Regions from separate parts of the Sus scrofa genome. Here region 1 is linked to region 2. Evidence: chromatin contacts called from public Hi-C data. All regions are on one chromosome and are shown on one strand. The core of a region is the stretch at or near the end of the contact, and the rest is flanking DNA. Distances in the headings are between cores, read along the strand shown. Region 1 overlaps ST3GAL5 (lactosylceramide alpha-2,3-sialyltransferase). Region 2 overlaps POLR1A (DNA-directed RNA polymerase I subunit RPA1).

Region 1 (6,496 bases), core at 3,787-6,286, 200 kb before region 2:
GAAGCACAGCTTGGGTCCCCAACATACTCCTTCAATGGGCAGCAACAGCTCGGCCCTCCTGGGCTCCCCGTCGAGGGAGAGGGTAGAGCCCCGGAGGACACTGGCAGCCTGCAAAAGGAATGGCTGCCACCATGTGAAACACTTCATCCGAGCTGTGTATTTGAGTCCCGGGCTGGAGCCAGAACTGGATTTGGCTCCTACTGACAACAGTGAAGAACTAGGTGTTTTGTTTTCCAGGAGTCTATTTAGGGATTTGTTTTCCTTAATTACCGCAGAACTCTCCCTTTAAAATTTACACAGTTGTAGTAAGGCATCTATTTTTTTGAGGGTCGCATCTGCAGCATATGGAAGTTCCCAGGCTAGGAGGTGAGTCTGAGCTGCAGCTGCCAGCCTACGCCACAGCCACAGCAGTGCTAGATCCAAGCCACGTCTGTAACCCACACCATGGCAACACCGGATCCTTAACCCACTGAGCAGGGCCAGGGATCGAATGCGTATCCTCATGGATACTAGTTGGGTTCATTACTGCTGAATCACAACAGGAACTCCTGTAAGGCATCTTTTTAATTAGAATTTGATTCAAAGCTGCAGATGGAAGAACCTGCTAATGTGCCTATTGGTGGACAATACTTGAGTCTGGCTTAGTGTTTGCAAAGTGTGCCCTGGACCAAACCCCACCTCCTAGGAGGCACCTCGGGCCCCCAGTGTGGGAAGCAGCCCCCATATTTCAAAATCCCTTGCTTTCCTTGTATAGAAATGGTTTGCTTAAATTTTGTTTAAAAATGATTTCCATTGTTTCTTAAAAAGTCTTATTTAAAGAGTTTTAGCTATTCAGATCATGAAGAAATAGGTAATAAAGGCATCTCCCCACCGGGTGGCAACACAGGCTAACTGCAGGTAAAGAATCTACTGCAGTGAACAGCCTACATCACAAAGGTTCTTATATTAGGCTGCAAAATACAATCACCCAAGGAACTTTGAAAAGCCCAATGTGTAGGAGTTCCCATCATGGCTCAGTGGTTAATGACCCCAAACTAGTATTCATTGGGACATGGGTTTGATCCCTGGCCTTGCTCAGTGGGTTAAGGATCCGGCATTGCTGTTGAGCTGTGGTGCAGGCTGCGGATGTGGCTGGGATCCCACGTTGCTGTGGCTGTGGTGTAGGCCAGCAGCTGCAGCTCCGATTCTATTCGACCCCTAGCCTGGGAACCTCCATATGCTGCGGGTGTGGCCCTAAAAAGCGAAAAAAAATGTTTTTCTGACCACCGAAGTGCCTTTAATTTTTATGATATGAAGTCCTGGAGTAAGAATACCTTAAGTAGCATCTCAGTGACCAAAGTGCTAACATGCAAATTATACTAAAGAGATGAGTGACCTGGGGGCTGGAGAGGAAAGGAGGCCGATCAAACAGGCGGAGCCCTGAGGTCAAGATGCAGAGAGGGGAAAACACACAGAACATCGAATCCCTAACTAGGCTTCTCCATTGGAAGATGCTTCTGAGTAGACAGCCGAGCCTAAGTGAACACTGTACCTACGACGCCTTTCCGACACAGAGAAGAACAGTTAACTTTCAGGAGTGACAAAAATACCTTATCTCGGCCCCAGAACCTTGACTGAGGCTCTGAGTATTGAAGGATGTCGAAGGCAGTCTCTTTGATAATAACTGGATTCAAAATCCTGAAGTGTTTGGGCTGTAGTGGGATTTTTTCCGCCACTTGCTTCCAAAAGAAGAGTCGTACCCAAAATGGCTAAGGAAAGAAAGCAAGCCATCATTAGGGGCATCGCTTAATAAAGTTATCTTATCATCGGAGGGGGAGGACACATCTCCTGCTCATCAGGACAAAGCTGAGGGTGGGGCCCCAGGTGGCTCTGGGGCTGCATCCTGCAGCCAAGTCACAGATCTGTGCGAACCCAGGACCTCGACTCAAACAAGCAACTCTAAGGATCTGATTTATGAAGGTGGCACCAGAGAAGGACAGGAACTGCAGAAGGAGTTCTTGTTGGCTTGGGGGAGAAATTCTTCTGGTAATGACCGCAGATGGTAAAACGTTTTAGGGGAGTTCCCATTGTGGCGCAGTAGAAACGAATCCGACTAGAAACCACGAGGTTGTACTTTCGATCCCTGGCCTTGCTCAGCGTGTTAAGGATCTGGCGTTGCCCTGAGCTGTGGTGTAGATCACAAACGCAGCTCGGATCTGGCATTGCTGTGGCTGTGGCATAGGTCGGCAGCTACGGATCCGATTTGACCCCTAGCCTGGGAACCTCCATATGCCGCAGGTGTGGCCTTAAAAAGACAAAAACAAAAAAAACAAAAAAAAAAACCCCCAAAAACCCAACTTTTTAGGATCCAAAGCCACCATTTTGCCCAGGGAAGACCAAGGAAACACCCAACTTGAGGGTATGAGGTGCTATGGGTACCTTGCTCTGATCAGGCCCTCACCACACATCCTCTTTCCAAATGACTCCACTTCCTAGTCCCGTGATGTCCCTTGGTAATTCACCATGAGTTATTCCCAGAGTGCTTCATCTTTTAACTAGAACAGCTACCCATTAGAAAATCCAGAAGACTGCAATAACCTGTGACCATGATAATCAAGCTTAGGAGATACAAATTCTTCAGCATGAGAAACTTATGTGAAAAGTTTGATAGGTTTTACTGATTTTACAGTCAGCTAGTTTATGCAAGTGCATATAAATGCACACACTCTTGGAGTTCCTGTCGTGGCTCAGGGGGGTAACGAACCCAGCTAGGATCCATGAGGACGCAGGTTCAATCCCAGGCCTCACTCAGTGAGTCGGAGATCCGGCGCTGCCAGGAGCTGTGGTGTAGGTCGCAGATGTGGCTTGGATCCCATGTGCTGTGGCTGTGGTGTAGGCCAGCAGCTGCAGCTCCAATTCCACCCCTAGCCTGGGCACTTCCATATGCTGCAGGTGTGGCCCTAAAAAGATAGTAAGTAAATAAATAAATGCACACAATCTTCAACAGTTGACTTGTGAAATTTAGTTCAATATAATGGGTGGAGGGGTGGGGGAGTAAGGTGATCACTTTATTTATTTATTTATTTTTGTCTTTTTGCCATTTCTTGGGCCGCTCTCACGGCATATGGAGGTTCCCAGGCTAGGGGTCAAATCAGGGCCACATCCGCCGGCCTACACTAGAGCCACAGCAACTTGGGATCCGAGCTGCGTCTCTGACCTACACCACAGCTCATGGCAATGCCGGATCCTTAACCGACTGAGCAAGGCCAGGGATCGAACCCGCAACCTCAAGGTTCCTGGTCAGATTCGTTAACCACTGAGCCACGACGGGAACTCCAGGTGATTACTTTAAAGTAAGGTGATAAATTACTGTAAAGACAAAAAAAAAAAAAAAAAAACAGGACCAAGTAAGTGCCATCTCCTCCACACCTGCCCCTCCGGAACACTGCAAACTGACTCCAACAACAACACTACCAATCAAGGAATTCTGGGAGAACCTCTTTGAAAATACTCCTCAGAGAACTTATGTATATTCTTCCGAACAGTCTCAATAATGCTTTCTATTTGCACACATACATCTCATCTCTGAAAATAGCCAGAAGCCATAGAGATTCAAGTCTAGGGAATAAGGTGGGGGATCAAGCTCAAAAAACAGCAGTTTTGGTCCCAAGCTTGTTATTTACACTGAGTAATGATCCCAATTTGCACGTGTGACTCCATCACATCCTGAAGGCAATTCCCAGGAGGAGTCCTGAGGGGCTTCTGTAAAGGGAGAGGTTATTTGAAAGCCAACACAAAAGTACGCATGTCAGTTTAAAAATCAAAAACCTGTTAACGCCAATCAGAGACCCCTTCCCTTTGTACAAAGGCATGTTTGAGAGCTGAACGGCTCGTGCTTACCAGGGTTTCGTTTTTGACCATTGCCTGAAGCCAGTTGAAGTCAACACTCTTAAATAAAACAGCAACAAACAAGTCATTGGAATAATATTCAAGGTCAGACAGTGGTGCCCCCTCTGGGTAAGTCATCCTTATAGTAGTTTTATTTCCAACATGCTCTGAATATCCTTCAACTGGTGCACTGTTTAACCTATTTAAGTAAAAAGGACAAAGATGAACTGACAATGTAAGCCATTCACCACTTTATTGCAGCAAAACTCCTGCAGCGTGCTTCCCACATATTTTTAGGACAAGGAACAAGGGTGTGGTTGGCTGGGGGGAGGGTGACCCTCCCACCAGCTCCATCATCCCTCAGTTCTGCCCCTTTCAGGTGTCTGCTCTCTGCGAGGGATGCCTGTATCTAATCTCTGAATGACAAGCAATTCCATCTAGTCCTGTCATTTTAAGCCAACCCAAACATATTACACTGTGGGTGTTTTCTGGGCACTGGTGCTGTTTCCTTGAAAGCTTACGTTGCGCCTAGATATTAGCGGTTCTTGCAGAATTTCAAAAATGTAATCAGGAAAGAAGACCTAGACACCAGGGCAAGACAGACACAAACCACACGTATATGGCCAGGGTTAGGGCCAAGGAAGGCAATGGGCCCAAGTGCAACCTGGTTTTAAATTAAAGCAGGAACTGGGGGCACTTACAATGGTTAGATCAACGAAGGCTCTCAGGGTGGATGCTTTGGGGGAAATGCTAAGAATTCTTCCTAAAGCAGCACCATTCACCCAGGCATAGTTTTGAAATCTCAAAGAAAGTCCTTTGGTCCTTTCCCTGTATTATCATATCTGTATAAACCTTTCTTCTCCATTCCACTCACTTCCTTTTCCAGGTCTCAGATCCCTAACCCCTGGATTATTAAAAGATGTTATTAGACATGACAACTACAGGCAAGGCACGATCCTGGATTAGTTATTATTTTCTTTTTCTTTCCTTTTTGTTTTAAAAATAATGACCCTTACTGGGATAACTGCTGAAGTCTGACTAAGGACTCTATTGGATCAGTGTGAATTTCCTAATTCTGAATGTTGCCCTGTGGTTCTATAATGGAATGTCCTTGCTCTTAGGAAATGCACACGGAAGTATTTAGGGTCAAGGAGGAGCTTGAGATTTATGACTAACTCTCAAAGGGTTCAGAAAAGAATAACAATGTATAAAGAGAGGAAAGTTATAAAGCCAATGTGATAAAAGAGTTTTCAATTGGGGAATGTGGGAGAAGGGTGAATATGGGAGTTCTTTGTACTCTTCTGGCAATTTCTTTGTGAAGAACTGCTATAGACCTAAAAGTTACCCCCAATAGTTTTTCAACTCCATCACAATCTGGCTAAGTCCCCTTCCTCTGTCCCCAGCGCTCTGTGGCCTCCAGCGCCTATATACCCCATGCTCCCCAGTCTGGTCCCACCATCACTGGGCAACGAGCCATCCACCAGCTCCCTTTCTCTCTCCCAGGCCCTCCCTCCTCCTGCCAGATCTCCCCGCTCGCCTCTTCCGTGAAGAGCCAAACCCCGCCATTCTCCAAGGTCAGCTCAAGGCCACCCTCTCCGGCACTGCAGCTCTCCTCTGGAGGGAGAATGCAGCCCAGTTCTCACCTCCCTCCCCGCTGTATCCCGGGCACGCACCACTGGATGGGCAGGGGGACCCTGTCTGCCTCTTCCAGTGCTGCTTGTGCAAAGAAGACCGTTCAGCTGCTCACACGGAACCAGGGTGGAGGTTCTGGAAGCCTCAAAATCCTGCATTTGGAATGTCAGGATCTGGCCTGGCCCCTGTGCCCCTACGGTCCTCGTCTCTGACACTGGCTAGCGTGATGGCTTTACAGAGGAATGAGGACACCCAGAGCATGTGACAGCGTCTGGCCCCAGGAAGCACCCAGACAACGGCAGGTTCCATCCTCCTTCACCCCACCCTTCACCACCCTGGAAGTCCTGACCCCACTCCCACCCCCTCACTTCACACCTCTTTTTTTTTTTTTTTTTGGTCTTTTTTGCCATTTCTAGGGCTGCTCCATGGCATATGGAGGTTCCCAGGTTAGGGGTCCAATCAGAACTGTAGCCTCCAGACTATGCCAGAGCCACAGCAACGCGGGATCTGAGCCACGTCTGCAACCTACACCACAGCTCACGGCAACAGCAGATCCTTTTTTTTTTTTTTTTTTTTTAAATTATTTTATTTTATTTATTTATTTTTTTGTCTTTTTGCCATGTCTTGTGCCACTCCCACGGCATATGGAGGTTCCCAGGCTAGGGGTCTAATCGGAGCCAGAGCCAGAGAAACACAAGATCTGAGCCTCATCTTTGACTTCCACCACAGCTCACGGCATCTCCGGGTCGTTAACTCACTGAGCAAGGGCAGGAATCGAACCCGCAACCTCATGGTTCCTAGTCGGATTCGTTAACCCCTGCGCCACGACGGGAACTCCAACAGCAGATCCTTAACCCACTGAGCAAGGCCAGGGATCGAACCCGAAACCTCATAGTTCCTAGTCAGATTCGTTAACCACTGAGCCGAGACGGGAACACCTCACTTCACACCTTCTGCCTTAAAACTTGGTTCTTACCTCTTGCTTCTCTCTCTTGGC
Region 2 (5,887 bases), core at 1,470-3,969:
AGGCACATGAAAAAAACACTCAACATCACTATTAGAGAAATGCAAATCAAAACTACAATGAGGTACCACCTCACACCAGTCAGAATGGCTATTATGAATAAGTCTACAAATAACAAATGCTGGAGACGGTGTGGAGAAAAGGGAATCCCCTCCTACACTGTTGGTGGAAATGTAAATTGGTACAACCACTATGGAAAACAGTATGGAGAAAACTAAATATAGAACTACCATATGACCTAGAAATCTCACTCCTGGGCATCTATCTGGACAAAACTTTCATTCAGAAAGATACATCTACCCCGATGTTCACTGCAGCACTATTCACAATAGCCAAGACATAGAAACAACCTAAATGTCCACTGACAGATGAATGGATTAAGATGTGGTACATATATACAATAGAATACCACTCAGCCATAAAAAGGAACAAAATAGTGCCATCTGCAGCCAACATGGATGCAACTAGACATTCTTGCACTAAGTGAAATCATTCAGAAAGAGAAAGACAAATACCATATGATATCACTTGTATGGGGAATAAAATATGGCACAAATGAGCTTATCTACAAAACAGAAACAAAGACTTGGACAGAGAGAACAGACTTGTGGTTGCCAAGGGGAAGGGGGAGGGAGTGGGATGGCCTGGGAGTTTGGGGTTAGTAGATGCAAATTATTGCATTTGAAATGGATAAGCAATGAGGTCCTGCCGTATAGCACAGGGAACTATATCTAATCACTTGTGAGAGAACATGATAGAAAATAATACGAAAAGAAGAATGTATATGCATATATAACTGGGTCGCTTTGCTGTAGAGAAATTGAAAGAACACTGTAAATCAACTATAATAAACATTAAAAAAACACAGAAAAAAGAAAAAAAAGATCAAAAAAACAAAACCCCCACAAAAGACCCACACATATACCAATCAGTTGATTTACGACACAAGAGAGACTAAAGAGCAATAGAAAGAGGACAATCTTTTCAACAAATGAGGTTGTATCAGCTGGATAGTCATATAGGAAAAAAAATGAATCCTGACATCAACAATACCCACAAAAATCAACTCCAGGCAGAGAGCAGATCTAAGTATGAAAGGTAAAACAATAAAGCAACTTAACAATAACGTAAATATCTTAATGACCTTGGCGCAAATAATTTTTATACAGGACTAGCCATAAAAGGCAAAGCCTGGTGAATTATTTTACATAAATTAAAAGAATTTCTGATCATTAGAAAACAGCATTAAGGGGGAAAAGGCTAGCCAACAAATAGATGGTATTCATAACACTATAATCTGGCAATGGACTCAGCCCTACAATATGTTTCTAAAACTCTTACCTAAGGATAAGAAAATGGCATAGAATAGAAACAAGCCCAATACTTGAGCAGGCACTTCCCAAAAGATGAGATCCCAGGGACCCTAAGGATACGAAGAGGTGCTCAATCTCACTTGTCATTAAGGGAAGGCAAATTAAAACCACAATAAGATGCCACTACACACCCATTTCAAAGGCTGAAACGACACAGATGGGATAAAACAAAAACACCCAAGCACAATGAGACAATAATACAAAGCTCTGCTGAGAACACGGAGAGACCCATCATGCCCTGCAGGTAGAGATGCAAGCTGCAACTGGAAAACTGTACTGAACAATTACAGTTGAAGATAGATTTAAGACTCGGCAATTTGATTTCTTGGTATTCGCCCCTTAAGATGCATACATATGTTCAACAAAAGACACACACAAGGATGTTCATAGTAGCCCTATTTGGTTTTGTTTTGTTTTCTGCTTTTTAGGGCTTCACCTGTGGCATATGGAAGTTTCCAGGCTAGGGGTCGAACATGAGCTACAGCTGCAGACGAATACCACAGCCACAGCCATGACAGATCCGAGCTGCATCTATGACCTGTACTGTGGCTTGCAGCAACACCAGATGCTTAACCCACTGAGCGAGGCCAGGGATCAAACCCGCAACGTCTCGGACACTATGTCAGGTTCTTAATCTGCTGGGCCACAACGGGAACTCCCAAGTAAGATACCACATTTGAAGTGCTCCCAACAAATATAACTACTGCTACCACCCAGCACCACTGCCAATTACTACCATTATCTGGATTTCGAGGACATCAAGTTAAAGAGAGAAGTGAGGGACAGAAACTATGCAGCCCATGCTTAGTAGACAACCCCTTGAAACCATCCACATCCAAAAACCCTATCAAAGAGAACATCAGACTACTGTTTGATTAGCCATTTCTCTCCTTTTGGCCTGGGCTCTCCCAGGAACGGAACCTTTTCACTGAGTGAAACGGAACCTTTTCATTCCTTTTTTTTTATTGCCACCATTTGTTTTCTCCCCATTACCTGCTTTCCTGTCCACAGTGGAAAGGGCTTCAGGATGGCGGGAGGAAAGAGCTTCACGCGCCCTACTTTGTCTGTGAGTCCCCGGTACACCAGCTCCATATACTGCTCCCGAGTGAAAAAGCAGCCTCGGATGGTCATGTTTGCCCCTGAAACCATGTGATCTTGGATCAATCCTGCCAGTGGTTGGCCATCCTACAAACCAAAATAGAAAAGAGAGGAACAAAGAAAAAAAATCTAAGTCGCATTCTAATTCCTAATCACGATAGCGCCCCCCCCCGCCCCATATCCCAGTCCTGTCCTGCCTCACAGCTGCACCAGGCGGGCGCTTGGGCCTCCTGTCTTGAGAGCAAAGTGCCTCCCAGAGCACATGACCAGGGCTTCCTGACCTGCTTCCACCTTTGCCTTCTGCCCACTGGTCTGTATCAAAGCTGCTTCAAACGCATCTAGGCCTGCTAGCCCTTTCTCCATAATCCCATCTGCTTCTAGTTACTCTGGCATATTTCTGGCATTTATGCATCAATTTGGTCTGGCTGCCGTTAGCTGTGTTCCTGTTTTTATATTTTGGTTTTATGCTGTGGTATTTTTCACACATTTCTGACCTGGTTCTTCTCTAAATCAGTCATCCATTCAACAAATATTTATTGAGAGCCCACTGCACGCCAAGGCACTGGGTGATATCTTCAATGCACTCCAGCAGGAAGAGCGAGGCAGTAAACAAATGACTGGATAAACACCTCATCATAAAGACGTTTAAGCACCATGGAGGAAAAGAAAAGGATGGGTCATCACAGAGATGTGGGGTGTGGACATGGGCAGGAATGGTCTCTCAAAGGGGCGGTACTGCAGCCAGGCCTGAGGGGTGACTCAGAGTTGGCCAGTGCAGGGAGGGAGGGCTCCAGGCAGAGGTTCCTCAAGAGGGTCCCGAGAGGGCTTTGATGTGCATGACCGAAGGAGGGAAGAATGCAAGAATACAGTCCTAGGACGCGCTCACGGCAGATGCCCCCAAACAAGGGCTTTTACAAAAACCCCATTTGCATGGGTACATTCACTTCATCTGCCACTTCACACAGCCTTTCTGATCTCTGGTCTCTGGCACCTAACCTGTAGGTCTGCATTCATGGCACCATAAGGCACACTAAAGTAAAAACAGCCTCGCTCACTGACAGTTGGTAAGAAGTTGTTTGAGCAAACTTTTCTATGTTTACAGGAACTTGAGAAAAATTTGTGCCTTGGATCTAAAGATTGCCATCCTTTGCTTATCAGTTAAATACTATCCAATATTACGGCTGTGTTCCCTAACTAAGGAACTCACAAATGCAGCCATGGAGAAGTGCCGGCAAGTTAATCACATGCACTAAGTCGAAGGCTGAAAGGAATGCCTGTCAAACAGCCCAAATACCATAGCAATGGGCTTTGTGTAAACACAAAGATAATTATTACAGGTGAGCTGAATAAATGCTGCAGACGGAAGGCAAGTTTGGGTGGTGCATGCAGCCCTCTCTGAAGACTGAGTTATGAACATAAATTAAAAAAAACAAAACAAAACTATACTCTGCATCTTGTTCCAAAGACAAGGTCTTATTTTTGCTTAGGGGAGAAATTCAAAACAGTATTAGGGATCTGACTTTATCCCACAGTCTTTGGGGACTGTGATACAGATTATATAGATTTTCCCTTTTGTTTTCCTCCCTTAAAGAACATAATTACAAGTTACGGGGTCTAGTCAGCGCCTTCTCCCTCCATCCAGATTTTTCCATGACTAGAAAATTACTTTAACAGCTAAATTGCTTTCAATGCAATAATCATGAATTTGAGGGAGGGATGCTGATTAAAGCAATTTACAAAGGGTCCACTTATAATTCTGAATTCCCCAAATCTGCTTGAGATCAGAAAGACCAGCTCTGAATCAAAAACCCAGATAATTGTCAGCTATCCTATTCCACTTAATATCACAGTAAAATGACATTATAATTGATGTTTTTGGTCAGGATGCTTATTTAGAGTATTCCGTGACTTGCATTTTCTAGCTGACTACGTCAAAGTCAGGATACTGTGTCTTGAGACTTGTTAAAAAAAAAACAAACTTGCACAAAGCTTTGGCCCTCAGTAAATACAACAAACAGAAGGAAAAAAAAAACAAACCCACAAAGCAATATGTAAATGAAAAGTGGAACTATTTTCTTGGAAAAGAAACAAATGAAGTTCCATTCACCTCTTACTTTAAGTAAGAAAACAACCCACAACTCTATTAAATCCATACAACCAGCAATAAAATTAACTTAAATTGGGTACTATGATTAGTCAAGGAAGAGAAGCTGGAACCAGGGAAGTGGACTAATGAACCAAGAGAAATGGAAACAAAGGGAAATAAAGATACACCAAGAAAAATTACCAGAAAACGCCATTTTCCTAGTTTAGGAAAACCAACTCTTGTCCTTTTCAGACTTTGCCACCAAAGTATATGTCTGAGGTAATTTTCACAACCATTAGCAAAAATAAGGATTTTACCTCTTGGTATTTACGCTGAGGACTATCAGACTTTATTGAGAATCAAAAGCTCCTTACCTCTGACAAAAGAAAATGAAAGTAAAGCAAACCCTCCTGTTAGCCCCCAAAAGTTGTTTTTTTGTTTTGTTTTGTTTTTGTTTTTTTAAAGAAACTAGTTTACTGACTTAAGCTTATATACCTGTGCTCTGCCTGTCACCTGACCTAAAACTTACAGGCAGGAGAGCCTGCGATGAGGGGCATTTGGATTTAAATGGGCCAGCCCTTGGCAGGACATGGTGCAAACATCAAGTCCCCTTTGCTACCTATTTAATCGAAATTAAGTACAGGACATTCAAGTTCACTGGTCTGAGAACTTCAAAGTAGCCCAGCTCCAGGGGTCACTCTGCCAGCAAAAAACACACCAACTGATGCTAGTGTCCCTGGGGTGACATGTGACACTGTCTTTAGAGAGCCTGAAAGCACTTCAGCCCGGGGAGCCACTTACTGCCACCTGTCCTCACCCAGCCCCAGCCCTGCCTGTCAAGGGGGCTGAGAACACACAAGGCTGAGCACACAGACTTGGGGGTCACAGCTCTTGGGTTCCCATCCTGGCCTCAGCCCTGGCTGGCAAGTCACCTGTGTTTCCTCATCTAAAAATTGCACCATACTTCTAAGGCTCTTAGGAAGACTGAGTGAGAGGATGTTTACAAACTGCTCAGAGCAGTGCCTGAGGCACGGGATGCTCAGTGGATGGTGGCTTTTATTGCCATCACACCTACCAAAGACCAATTTTCAAATTAGTCAAATTACTTCCTTCTAATTATTTCTTCTAATTATAGTAAAAAAAATTGTTTTTTGGCTGTACCAGTGGTACACAGAAGCTCCCCGGCCAAGGATCGAACCCACACCACAGCAGTTACCTGAGCCACAGCAGTTGACAATGTTGGATCCTTAACCTAAGCCACCAGGGAATTCCTAATTATTAGTAAAATGAATACCAAAATTGATCAAATTATTTCTTATAATTTCTGGGGGA

Evidence for each region. Hi-C and Micro-C count contacts between places; a contact is called where the count stands out from the background.
Region 1: a contact with region 2 is called in a Hi-C map of embryonic fibroblasts, with 2.0 times the contacts expected there. A contact is called at or near these places in 2 of 5 promoter capture datasets (fetal skeletal muscle and liver), 27 of 47 Hi-C or Micro-C datasets (adipocytes, adipose tissue, alveolar macrophages and 14 more) and 2 of 2 datasets of targeted methods (alveolar macrophages and skeletal muscle).

The regions. Positions count from the first base shown.
Region 1 is chr3:58,908,726-58,915,221 of Sscrofa11.1, reverse strand. It overlaps ST3GAL5 (lactosylceramide alpha-2,3-sialyltransferase), which reads right to left. Exons shown (of 7, transcript XM_021087293.1): 5 at 3,880-4,066; 6 at 1,590-1,748. Among named protein-coding and RNA genes, the nearest start is that of ST3GAL5, 49 kb to the right of the region's middle.
Region 2 is chr3:58,706,208-58,712,094 of Sscrofa11.1, reverse strand. POLR1A (DNA-directed RNA polymerase I subunit RPA1) reads right to left here. Exons shown (of 34, transcript XM_005662406.3): 14 at 2,365-2,556. Among named protein-coding and RNA genes, the nearest start is that of POLR1A, 39 kb to the right of the region's middle.